Regions from separate parts of the Siniperca chuatsi genome. Here region 1 is linked to region 2. A link is a contact called in public Hi-C data. All regions are on one chromosome and are shown on one strand. Each heading gives the region's core, a stretch centred on a gene start, on an enhancer-like site or on the middle of the called end of the contact. The rest is flanking DNA. Distances are from core to core; before and after follow the strand shown.

Region 1 (5,664 bases), core at 397-2,896, 49 kb before region 2:
TTGCACCAGGGGACAAAGTGCTGGTACTGGTCCACGCTTGCCACTACATTGTACATCTGCTCTGGAGTATACCTGAGCACACAGTCACATGAAGACAGAGGCACATCCAATGAGAGGATATCGCCATTTTAGTACAGATTTGTGATTCTTGAAGTTGTTTATCATTTAATGCTCAGTTTTAAGTGTACTACTGTACTAGTTTAATTTTTTATTAAGTTGTATTTTCAGTACTTTTTTCCTAGCAAGTATTTTCAGTATGGATTTATCTGCAGATTATTTTCTTGATTAATCATTTTGTCATATACATTGTCAGAAAATGGTGAAAAATGCCCAAGGTGACATCTTTGCTTGAAATGTAACTCCAAACCATTTTTTCATCAAATAGTTGCAGATTAATTTTCTGATTGTCAACTAATCGATTCATTGACTAATTGTTTCAGCTCTATTCCTAACCTCTTCATGTATGAAGTTTAGGTCAGGTGTTTGAGGTTTACATTTTTCAATAAGCCATTTCAAGATACTCAATATTATATCAGGCCCCTCACCCTAATGTCCGGCACTCAGTGTACTCCATCCTGCGGGTGCTGATGGGAGCAACCAGGTTGATGAAGCTGCGGCTGGGTGTGCTGATGGGGATGGCGGAGGAGAGAGGCAGGCTGGCCCTTCTCGCTGCCAGGGCCCCACAGGAGCCCAAGTGTCTGAGGGAAGGAAATATTATATATTATATATATATATATATATATATATATATATATATATATATATATATATATATATATATATATATATATATATATATATATATATATATATATATATATATATATATATATATATATATATATATATATATATATATATATATATATATATATATATATAAATAAAAAATTTGTGGGAAAAATATACAAAGGACATCCCAGGTTTACTCAGTGAGGGGTCCCGTGCCATCTGATGGATCAATTTGCATTTTCGTGTGCATTTAGTCTGGGTGATCTTCAGAATAACGGAGTTTACTCACAGCGTTTATGCTGTAAATTGTTGAATGAACTCAAACTAACTGGATTAATATTTCCCTGCTGCTGATGATGATGATACTGACGTTCACACCACATTATTTCTCACTGAGGAAACCTGCTGGCAGTTTATTTAATAAAACAAGTACCACAAGAGGGAGAGAAGACAAAGTCCCGTGACGGGTAAGTGCTGCTTCGCTCACACACCTCTAAAATACTGAAAATTGAATATGCAATCCATTCATAATAAAAGATCTCCGGAAATCTTAAGGAACATCCATTTTACACCAATAGCCACATTTAAATAACCGTGGGACTGATCAAATTTAATCTAAACGAACTCAGTTGAACTACACATTGCTGCGCCTACCTGGATGCACCTCTGAGGGAAAGTGCCATTAACACTCACCTGACATTCGCTCTTTTAGTGTTTCCTCGCACAACTTTAGAAGAATGGGCTTCAGCCAGCTCCAGCAGCGCCTTAAAGAGGAGAGGAGTCGTTTTCTTGGTCATGGTGCAGTTTAAGTGTAAAAGCTAATACAGGTTCTTAGGAGCGACGTCGGTAGGCTACTTTAACCGCAGCAGCAGCAGCAGCAGCCCGGCTTTGTTCTGACTGATTAGCCGCTCCACATGCCCAATAAGGACAGCAGTGACGTAACGGGAGATTGGCTCTGGCCTATCAAAGAGAAGGGTTGATAAAGTTTAAAAGTTGAGCTTGAGCCCTCATAGGTGATTCGTGAAGGTGATAGGTTAGGTAATATTCCTAAATTAACAAAATAACCAATTAAAGAGATTCAGAGGACTTACAGGTTTTACTGAAGGACGAAACTGTCAAATTAGAGTTTACAGTTGATTTTTTTGTGTGAAAATTTCTTGGACATATGGATATTTAAGAGTCTTAAAAACATGACAACGTTTGTGAATCACAGCACCAGATGTATAACTACAGATAGTGAGAAAAAGACCCATACATTGTTAGAATGTTCTGGTTTTATGTCTTTTTGTAAACCATTTTGTAACTTGTTTTTATGATTTTTGTTATTATTGGATGCATAATGACTATACTAGTCAGAGCTAATCTCATCAATCTTTACTCAGAGACAGACACATGGAGTTCCTTTAGACAAAACCCTTTATCAAATGGGAGTCTGAGGTTTACATTTAAAAAAAATTAATTGTGAAGCCATGACTCACTGCACAGAACTGAGATTGACATTTTTGCTCTTGACACCCAAAAATAAATGATAAGGAAATACAGATGTGTTGCCTTATTGTAAGCCAAGCTTATGAATCATTTGTGATTGAATCACTGAAAATGTTTGACAGCTGAGTTCCCATGATTCTGAGAGGTTTCTAGGAGCAAACCAACGAAAAATGATACTGTGTGTTTGAGCTAGTGAACAAGTGAAGCAAACACATGTTGTGCTCATGACACACCTGGACTTTGGCGCTACACAGGAATAAAGGTCATCATCTACATTCAACTCTTGTAATGTTTAAAGCAGAGCAGTAATAAATTTATCACCAAACAGCAGCATTCTAATACATAGACTAAATTAAAAGGTTTAAATTATGACAGTAGGAAAACTAAATGTAATTTTAATACATTTTACAACAACCTTTACCTAATTCTCATTATACTGATCTGCACAATACTACACGCTCTGAAAGGCTGACAACTCTAAGTGGAGTATTAGGTGGCTGTGCGGTAACACAGCCAGAACTGGTAGTGCAGGATCCATTTTAGGATCTTCAGATTGGAATTAGGGCACTTGATAATGGAGGGATTTAACTACCTCAGTCAATCCTATCAAAGATAGGCCCGAAACGAAACTAGTAGATGTACAGACAAGCTAACCTGTCTCAGGTTATAAGAGAACATACTCATGGGCTCACCAGCCCCAGCCTGATCCAAAAACTACACAGCTGTTCCAGCTGGCCCTCATTCAGTCTTTGATCCCTGAACTTTATACAGTTCAGTGATTCAAAAGCCCAACTGAGGCCTTATAATTTACTAACAACAATTCAGAAAGACTCTTCTCAACTTTTCATCTTTTTTAATTGTCCTGTTTTAGATTTCTATTGATACTTTTATGGGTACTAGAGGTAATTTCTTCCTTCTGTTATTTTGAATTACGGTAATAACTATAACAATTTTTTTGTCTGTTTATGCAATTTGTTGTCTCAGGACATTCACCAAATTCTCCAAACTGCACTACACTGGTGTCACGAAGTCACTGTATTGATGCCACTGGTTTGTGAAGACGTCACTGAATATGTGTTTTCAGGCTTTCACTGAACCAACCAATCAGAACTGTGTGTCAAGTAAGTACAAAATATATAAGATCACTTGATCACTTGTCTAACATATGTAAACTTCTCAGATAGACTCATGAAGATTCCTGTTAGACTTCAAGAATTAAAAAGCCACATGTCAAAGGTGAACTACCACAGAATATATGACGCCAACTCTTTGTGTATTCCTTGTGGCAATATGTACAGAGGACCAGAGGACAGAGAGACAATCCACTTCTAGGTGAACAGTATTTTTCCTCTTTTCTTCTTTTTTTAATAAAAGTGCTTGTTCCACTTTAACAAAATACTGTATCTCCTGATTTAAATTAGTTTCATATAATTTCTGACATTAACATGAATACATATTTACAGGGAAAAATGCAGAATTTGAGTATTATTCCTTGTGTTCCTTATAGCGTATTTCTTGTGACACTTAACCTCTATAATGAAATATTCACTATTGTTTCCTATCGCTAGAGACAAAGTAATTAAGGTACAACTGTACAATACAATCTGCAATCTGCATTTCAGTTCAGTTCAAAGACTTTATTCATTTATCCCCCAAGGGGCATTTTAAGGCAAGCAGTTCAGCAGACACTAGAAAAGAAATACAACATGTAAAATTCATGAATATTTTTGTTTTGCTGCCAGTGGAGAAATTCCTGGGAGCCAGATTTTTTTTTCATTTCATGCTTTGGAACAAGGACAGAACAAGGTTGTTCCTGTTCGCTTAAAATAGCCAATCAAAAATTACATAAGAAAATCCTGTTGTAAAAAATGTGGTAAAAACCTGTCCACAAGCACACCTAGCCCAGTGAAAACATGCCAACCGGTGTGGTAAGAACACTATCAAACAAGAGGAATGCAATAGCTATTGTATCACTTAAAACATAATCCCAAATATTTCTCCACTAACCAGACAATGGTCTATTTTTATATTCATATCTTTATATTGTGAAAAGGAATATAACTTTTGATAAGTGACATACAAAAATAGAAACGTGAAGTCACTCCCTCCTGTGAACTCTACTCACGATACGCTGACCTTACTGCCCTTTCAACCACAGAGCAACACACTGAGTCAGAGTGCATCAACTTTACTCCAGAAATCAAAAATGAAAGAGCTAATTATTAACTTCTGCGCCTAAAGTAAATAAGAGCAAGTCTGCACCAGTGGCCTGGTTGAAAACAAGGGATGTGCAAAATTATTGTTCCTCAGCTGAGAAAATGATTTTGCTCATAGCACTGATGTACCACGAGCCATCTGGTTCTGTGATCTTCAGTTTGCTAAGAGGTGGCACGACACCACTGGTGAAGTATCTGAATGCAGGGCTGGGTGACTGGATGGCATCTAGAAATACCTTGGAGACAAAAATAAACATACCACAGTGGTTAAATGTAGAGGTGCTCTTATATTGACCCGTTACATTTTGTAAGCTTGTGATAAACTCAACCTATATCATTATTCTGATCCTCTACTAAAGTAAAAGTAGCTATATAAAATACACCATTACAAGTGAAAGAACATCATTCAAAATTTTACTTCAGGTAAAAATCAAGTAAAAATAAAAGTAGTTCTAGCAGAAAAATGCATTTTAAGTATCAAAGGAAAGTACTAGATGCAGAGTGGCCCCTGTCTGCGTTATATTATTATATAATTGGAGGATTATTACTGATCATATTTTATTAGCACATCATAGGTTTTGGATGTAAAATTGAGTAACTGTAGCTGTTAAATGAATGTATTGTAAGAAGTTAATATTTGTACTTAAGTACAGTACCTGAATAAATGTGCTTAGTTACATTCCACCACTGTCCCATGCAAATACAAATGTGGAATTGTGCAATTCATAAAGGAGGAGTTCAAAGTCTTGCACAAAGTGTGACCGGTGAGAGGCTCCTCCATATCCACAGCTAGCGAACATTATTTTATTTTTAGATAGCAGACCAAAGAAAATGTTTCAGAGTGGTGTAAAAGGGTATAACTAGAAACCAGCACTTAAACTTCACTCACACACCCAGAATTGTTTCATGTGTCTGATGCAGTTATACTGTAGACATACAACATACCTTTACGATGTCCTCTGTGTCCTGTGCTGCATTTTGGAAAACGGAGCCACAGTGCTGCAGGTATTTTTCATAGAGGCTGAGTGTGCGGGTATCAACCTGTTGGAGAGATGCATCCCCAAGCTCCGCCTTCTGCAGGTTGACCAGGAAGTCAGTGTTGACTGGACCACACTCAATGAGACTCACACTACGGGATGATGCACCAAATCAATAGTCTCTCCATATTTACAGTTACAGGAAACAAGATGCAGCTAACTTTAAAACTCACTGGATATTGAAGTGCTGC
Region 2 (5,923 bases), core at 85-2,584:
GATGCAGACTAAAATATCTTGAAAACTATTGGATGGATTGCCATGAAATTTGGTGCAGACATTCATGGTCCCCAGAGGACCTAATGACATTGGTGATCCCCTGACTTTTCCTTTAGCGCCATCATCAGGTCAACATTTAAAATTTGTCAAATACTTTGTTTTATCAATAGTTACAAAACTAATGACATTCCCATCTTCCTGGACTATACTGTGTGTTTAGTGCTAATTAGCAAAGGTTAGCATTCTAACATGCTAAAAGATGGAGAATATTATACCTGTTAAACATTAGCATGTTAGCACTAGCACTGCTAGTATGGCTGTAGACGCTTAGTCTCTTTTTGAGAGTGTGTGCGTGTAAAAACAGTCCAGGGTTAATAGTGGCAATGCATTTTAAATTTGGCTAGCATAGGAAAAGTGGGCCCTTATTTGAACAACTTTTTAATATTCTTGTGAATACTTTCAGGTGAGGTTTCTAATTATTTATAAAGTCACTGGACAGAAATTTCTAAGCCTGTGCTTGAAAAATAATTTAATTTAATAATTAATTTGTGTCAAAGATATTGCAATATTGTATAAAAGGCACAATATGATTTCTTCCATAACAACAGTACAGTGGCATGAGATGTGAGCTGCTCTTCAGATGTTATAATTTGTTTGTCTGGAAGTCACTGGGTATGAAAATATGTGTGGGTGAAAAAGAAGAAAAGAGAACATAAGTATTATTCCATAGCTGCGGAGCGTACAGACCTTAGACAGGAAAGAATCTCATGAGTCCATCATCCCGCAGAGATGTGTAAGATGTTTGAGTCATGCCATCAAGAATACAGCAAATCCAGATTTCACGCAGATTCATGAAACATACTACAGTTTGAGACTCTGGACAGTCACAGTAATATACAAACAGTATTGTTATTTCACATACACTAAGGCATGGATTGTTCTTTGCAGTATTTTTGTACAGAAAAAAACATTACAGGGATATTTCTGGATCATTAGTTACCATTGGTGTAGCCGTTTCTAACTTAGTAATACAACATCCCAAACCCCTGTTTTTCAGTGCCTGGCTCAAAAGGACACAAAGGCCTGCAGCACTAGAACAGCTGCAAAAGCATCTCTGTTATCCCAAAGAAAACTATAACCTTACCAGAAACACAGCATTCCTAGAGACAGTTTTCTGCCAAACTAAAGTGCACTTACTGTTTGCCTTAGATAAAGGAGCAAACTAATAAGCTCAGTCTCATTGGGGTTTATACTTTGAAACTTTGAGTAAAAGTCCCTGGAAGTGTAAACACAGCAGGATTTCTGGGACTCTTATGCAAGCTTGCTCTCACCCCTGGTTAGACATGACACGCTGGGAAATATCAAATTAAATGAGCTTGTCCAAAAAAATTGTAAGATAAATAAAGAGCTCTATTATTACTTTGGGCTGTTGTGGCTAATAGTAGCCACCCCCCTCGAAAAAATACGCAGGCTAGAGAACATGATGTTCCTCATCCCAGAGTGGCTGAAGGTTTTTACAGTGAGGCCTCCCAAGGTGCCAGTAGGATGAGACACTGTTTTACACCTAATGTTGGCTGTGACACCTCTAAAGTACTGTACTTTTCTACATTTTCTGCTACTTTATACTTATACTCTACTACATTTCAGAGGCAAATATTGTACTTTTACTCCACTACATTTATTTGATTACTTAAGTCACTTTGTAGATTCAGGTTATTCATTCAAAATTATTCAAATGTAATATTATAGGTAAAGATAAGAATAATTGATCCCTGGGGAAATTCACAGCTACCCTGCAGAATATAAAGTAATAAAAATTAGGTCCACCTTTACCAGCTTCAACATTAAAGTGATGTACACATTAATAATATACATTATTCTGAAATGGGCCATTCTGTATAATGACAATGTTTACTTAGTCTGAAGTATATTTTGATGCCAATACGTCTGTACTTTTGCTTAAGTAAAATTTAATGGATGTCTTTTACTTGAAACAGAGTATTTCTACACTGTGGTATTGCTACTTTTAAGTACAAGATCTGAGTACTTCTTCCACCACTACTGAACTGTGAAAACATAATATTGTGTACAGCTCAATGCTTTCTGCTGCTTTTGACAAGACTGAGAAAGTCAAGCAAACTCTTTCAAAATGGGTGGAGACACAAGTTGATACTTTTGTTTGGACTCATTATAACATAATTGCCTGTAGACGGCAAGACTGAGCGAACCCAGTCGATTACACAATGATAAGAGACATGTTAAAAAAATATCCAATATGTACATTTATTTACAATGCAGTAAGTGCCCTTATGGGTAATTTCCTTTTAGTTTGCCAGATAAATGGCCAGTATGCTATTTCAGGCACAAAGTTCAGCAGCAGAGCAGGTATTCCAAATAATTCATAGACAACTGTAGGTGCTTTTATGACAACTTCTAACATACAGGGGACAAGAAACACAACACTCATGTCTCATGGACCGCTGCAACTGCACAGCCTATTCAACAGCACCACCAAGAGGAGTGATAACACACTCAAACCCTACTCTGCTGGACTTTGTTTGTGAGGTGTTTGTTTAACTGTTTTTTTAATTATTTATTTGGGGTCATTTTTTATTTTGTTTGTGGCAGATCAGTGATGAAAAGTAATTGATTGCATTTACTCAAGTACTGTACTTAAGTATACTATTGAGGTACTTGTTACCTCTACTCCACTATACTATATTTCAGAGGGAAATATTGTACTTGTTACTCCACTACATTTATTTAACACCTGAAGTTACTAGTTATTTTTACAGATTAAGATTTTACATGCAGTACAAAACATATGAAAATATGATGCATCATTCAGTGCACAAAAACTGCTTATCGAATCATTTCAGTCCTTGAATACTTAGTTTATCTTCTTTTTTTTTTTTTAAATGCAGTAAAGTTATGTTATGCTACAATTATGTAGCAATCTGCTTTATTCTTTTTGGACATTATTTCAAGCTACAGACAAATATTTATAGCATTTTTAAACAAGAGTTGATTTAAATTTCAATCAAAAAACATCTTTTATAGTATATATAATATATAGATAGGAAAACACAGTCAAAGAAGCCATTTTCTGTGTAAAGAGTTCTTCGTTTACTTTTGATATTGTAAGTACATTTTGTTGATAATACTTCTGTACTTATACCTAAATAAGATTGTTTCAACTAAATCCTGCATTCAGAGTACTTTTATAGTGTGGTATTACTACTTTTACTTAAGTAAAGGCTTTGAATACTTCTTTCACCACTGCTGCAGATTAAGCAAAAAAAAAGTACATAAGAGAAAACAAAACCACAACTTTATCCAGCTCTTTCCACTTTATTGACAGATGCACACTTTATGTGGGTGGTAAATGATTTCTGAGGAATTAATTCTATTTGAACATGTCAGCTGTATGCCGTTCTTACTCCCTTCTAAGTGTGACAATAATATTTTAAACTTTTAACATACAATTGCAGTCAGCATAAGGAACAAAAATCAGCAGGAATGACACTGTTGAATCATTATAGCTTGTTGGACTGTTACAGAGCATCCACCTATTGATTACCCTTCATTCTCTCTGTGTACTCTAGATCGATGGAGAAGAGATCACTAAACACAAAGGGCATTTATGGCAATGTTAGAGCACAACCGAAGGTTAAACAGGCAGTTCATCTAAATCTTAAAAGCACCGACTGACATCCTGGTGTAAGTTCAATTGTATTCCCTTTGGACCTTTATTGCTCTGTGTGTGAGGTCAGTATGCAGTGTAATAGAGGCATCTGCATGTGCAAAGTGGGTGTGTGTGTTTTTGAAATCAAACCGATGATATGCTCTGTGCACATGATGTTGATTGCTGCTGAAGAACAATGCCAATACAGAGAGAAAGGGACAACCTGATAGAACAATGTGGAGAAGACAGACAGGAAAGTAGGAAACACTTCTGTTACTTTACTCTTTACTCATCTATCAACATAATCAGTCAAGACATGCACATCACAGACCTCATTTATGATTGGTAGTGCAACACTGTGACAGAAAAAAAATGCAGGTTTTACAAAAGCAAAGATTTGCATAAATAATATTAAACTAAAAAAAAACAAAAAAAAAACAGGTAAAACAAAATGACTTCACTAAGACAAGACACATAACAGATAATGCTATTTTTCTCAGGATTGAATGAATCAATGAGTGAATAGTAATTCCTGAGTAGATGTTGCAGATTTAGATACTGATTCTAAAAAGTGATGAGAAGTTTAAAACAAATGGCAGTCTGACAGATAATCTTGTGGAGTGTCACTCATGTAGATGATGTAACACCCGGGATGTCGGAAACTGCATCACACAAACATCACTATTCAACACCACACAGATTCTCAAGAGATAAGGGACATTAATAGAAGAAGAGGAGAAGGAGTTGTCAGTCCTCAAACCTCCCATCCAGGATGCTTTCGAAGGTGAAGGGGAGGAACTTGAAGCCCTGGCCTGTATAAAACTTGTTTTGGAACTCCACCCTGTAAAGAAAATAAAGAGCCAATCAAAACCCGGTCCTGGGCCAGACACCTAAGCCTCTTCCCTTCTGGAAAATGATCAGGCTCTATTTTTAAAAGGTGAATGCTAAGTGACGGCTGCATGACCTTTTAACTGAGGAGTCACGAATACCTGCCATTCCATAGTCTGCGTGGTGTAGGAAAGTAGAAGTGGAGGGAGATAGTGGTTTTAAAAATATTACTATACCCTGCACTTTGTGGTGCTCTTTGCCCATCAGTGTTAAAAATAAATCCCAAAAGGATATAAAGATATTTAGAAGATATCTAGAAGTCTTATCTGTCTTATCATCCCCAAAATTCACAGGCCATATTTGTTTTTCCCTTAGATATACTTGTATTCTTTTGAAATTACAAAAAAAAAACAAAAAAAAAACATGATCTTAGTACTTTTTAGCTAACAGATGCTGTCATTTCTCTGCATATACTGTAAGACAGTATATTAGTGTTTAATGGTTAAGGTCTCCAGGGTATCTCATCAACTTCAAGAACGTCTCTAGAGACAAACGAGCACCAGTTGGAAAGGCCAGCTAAGTTTTTGCACCTCTACTTTGGCAAACAGACTTTAAATGTGACATTCAATAGTCACATGATGCCCTGATGCAATCGCTACAAATCAAATATTATGATTGGCGTTTTATATTAGCTTCCCTGCATACAAAACTGCACCTGGTTATCCCAGAAGGCCATTTAGTGAAAGCTGAGTCACCCAGCATTCCTGTGTAAAGGATAATTAAAGGAGAGTGACTGCAAGGCAGGCATGCTCTGTAAATGTGCCAGTGGATTATAAAACCAGGATGACATTCAGAAAATCGAGACAAAGACATTGATGAGGGGCCAACAAAGGCTCATCCCGGTCATAGCAAGGAGTTGTAGACTGTTCTGCACACCACACACACACACGCAGCAAAACTGGAAAGCACAACAGACTAAAACCAGGCATGTTCCAGGCCACAGGCCAGGAAAGAGAGCTGGTGATGGGAAACCACAATTTGTTAACTTCTAATTGGCACACACCCTTGTTGACTGGCAGACACACCCTGGCACTCTAAATGCTTTGTTACATAATTTGTTGTGAATTTTCAACTTTGTAACAATCTAAAGTAACAGTATAACCTGTTGTATGGATCATCTGAATCTGGTATTTTGTTAAAGGCAGAATGAGTAGATTTGTCAGTTGCAGTTTGTAAACACACGATTCAAAGTTGGCCCCTCCTCCCCGGCTCAACAAGCGAGAGAGTGAGCGCCGGTGGTCGAGCAAGCTAGAGAGTGAATGAATAGAGGGAGCGGCGTTAGCAAGAACAAAGCAGTGAATCAGATAAATAAAATGTTATTTTCTGATTGTTTTACGGCGGTTACATTCT

The links. A called contact is a pair of places that touch in the nucleus more often than the background predicts.
Region 1: a Hi-C map of liver shows a contact between it and region 2, with 2.5 times the contacts expected there. The contact joins the promoter of si:ch73-141c7.1 here to the enhancer-like site in region 2. A contact is called at or near these places in 3 of 3 Hi-C or Micro-C datasets (liver, skeletal muscle and an unstated tissue).

Annotation. Positions count from the first base shown.
Region 1 is chrLG21:7,445,864-7,451,527 of ASM2008510v1, reverse strand. si:ch73-141c7.1 (coenzyme Q-binding protein COQ10 homolog, mitochondrial) reads right to left here and starts at 1,646. Exons shown (of 5, transcript XM_044180146.1): 1 at 1,426-1,646; 2 at 546-698; 3 at 1-72. The coding sequence starts at 1,529. It overlaps hsd17b1 (estradiol 17-beta-dehydrogenase 1), which reads right to left. Exons shown (of 8, transcript XM_044180367.1): 6 at 5,647-5,664; 7 at 5,382-5,565; 8 at 3,843-4,672. The coding sequence ends at 4,517.
Region 2 is chrLG21:7,396,567-7,402,489 of ASM2008510v1, reverse strand. atp6v0a1a (V-type proton ATPase 116 kDa subunit a) reads right to left here. Exons shown (of 21, transcript XM_044180363.1): 21 at 3,336-4,526. The coding sequence ends at 4,433. Among protein-coding and RNA genes, the nearest start is that of atp6v0a1a, 19 kb to the right of the region's middle. Within about 2 kb of position 1,334, the one cell type or tissue checked has an H3K27ac peak away from gene starts, as active enhancers do. A contact at or near this core is called in liver, where this site is marked.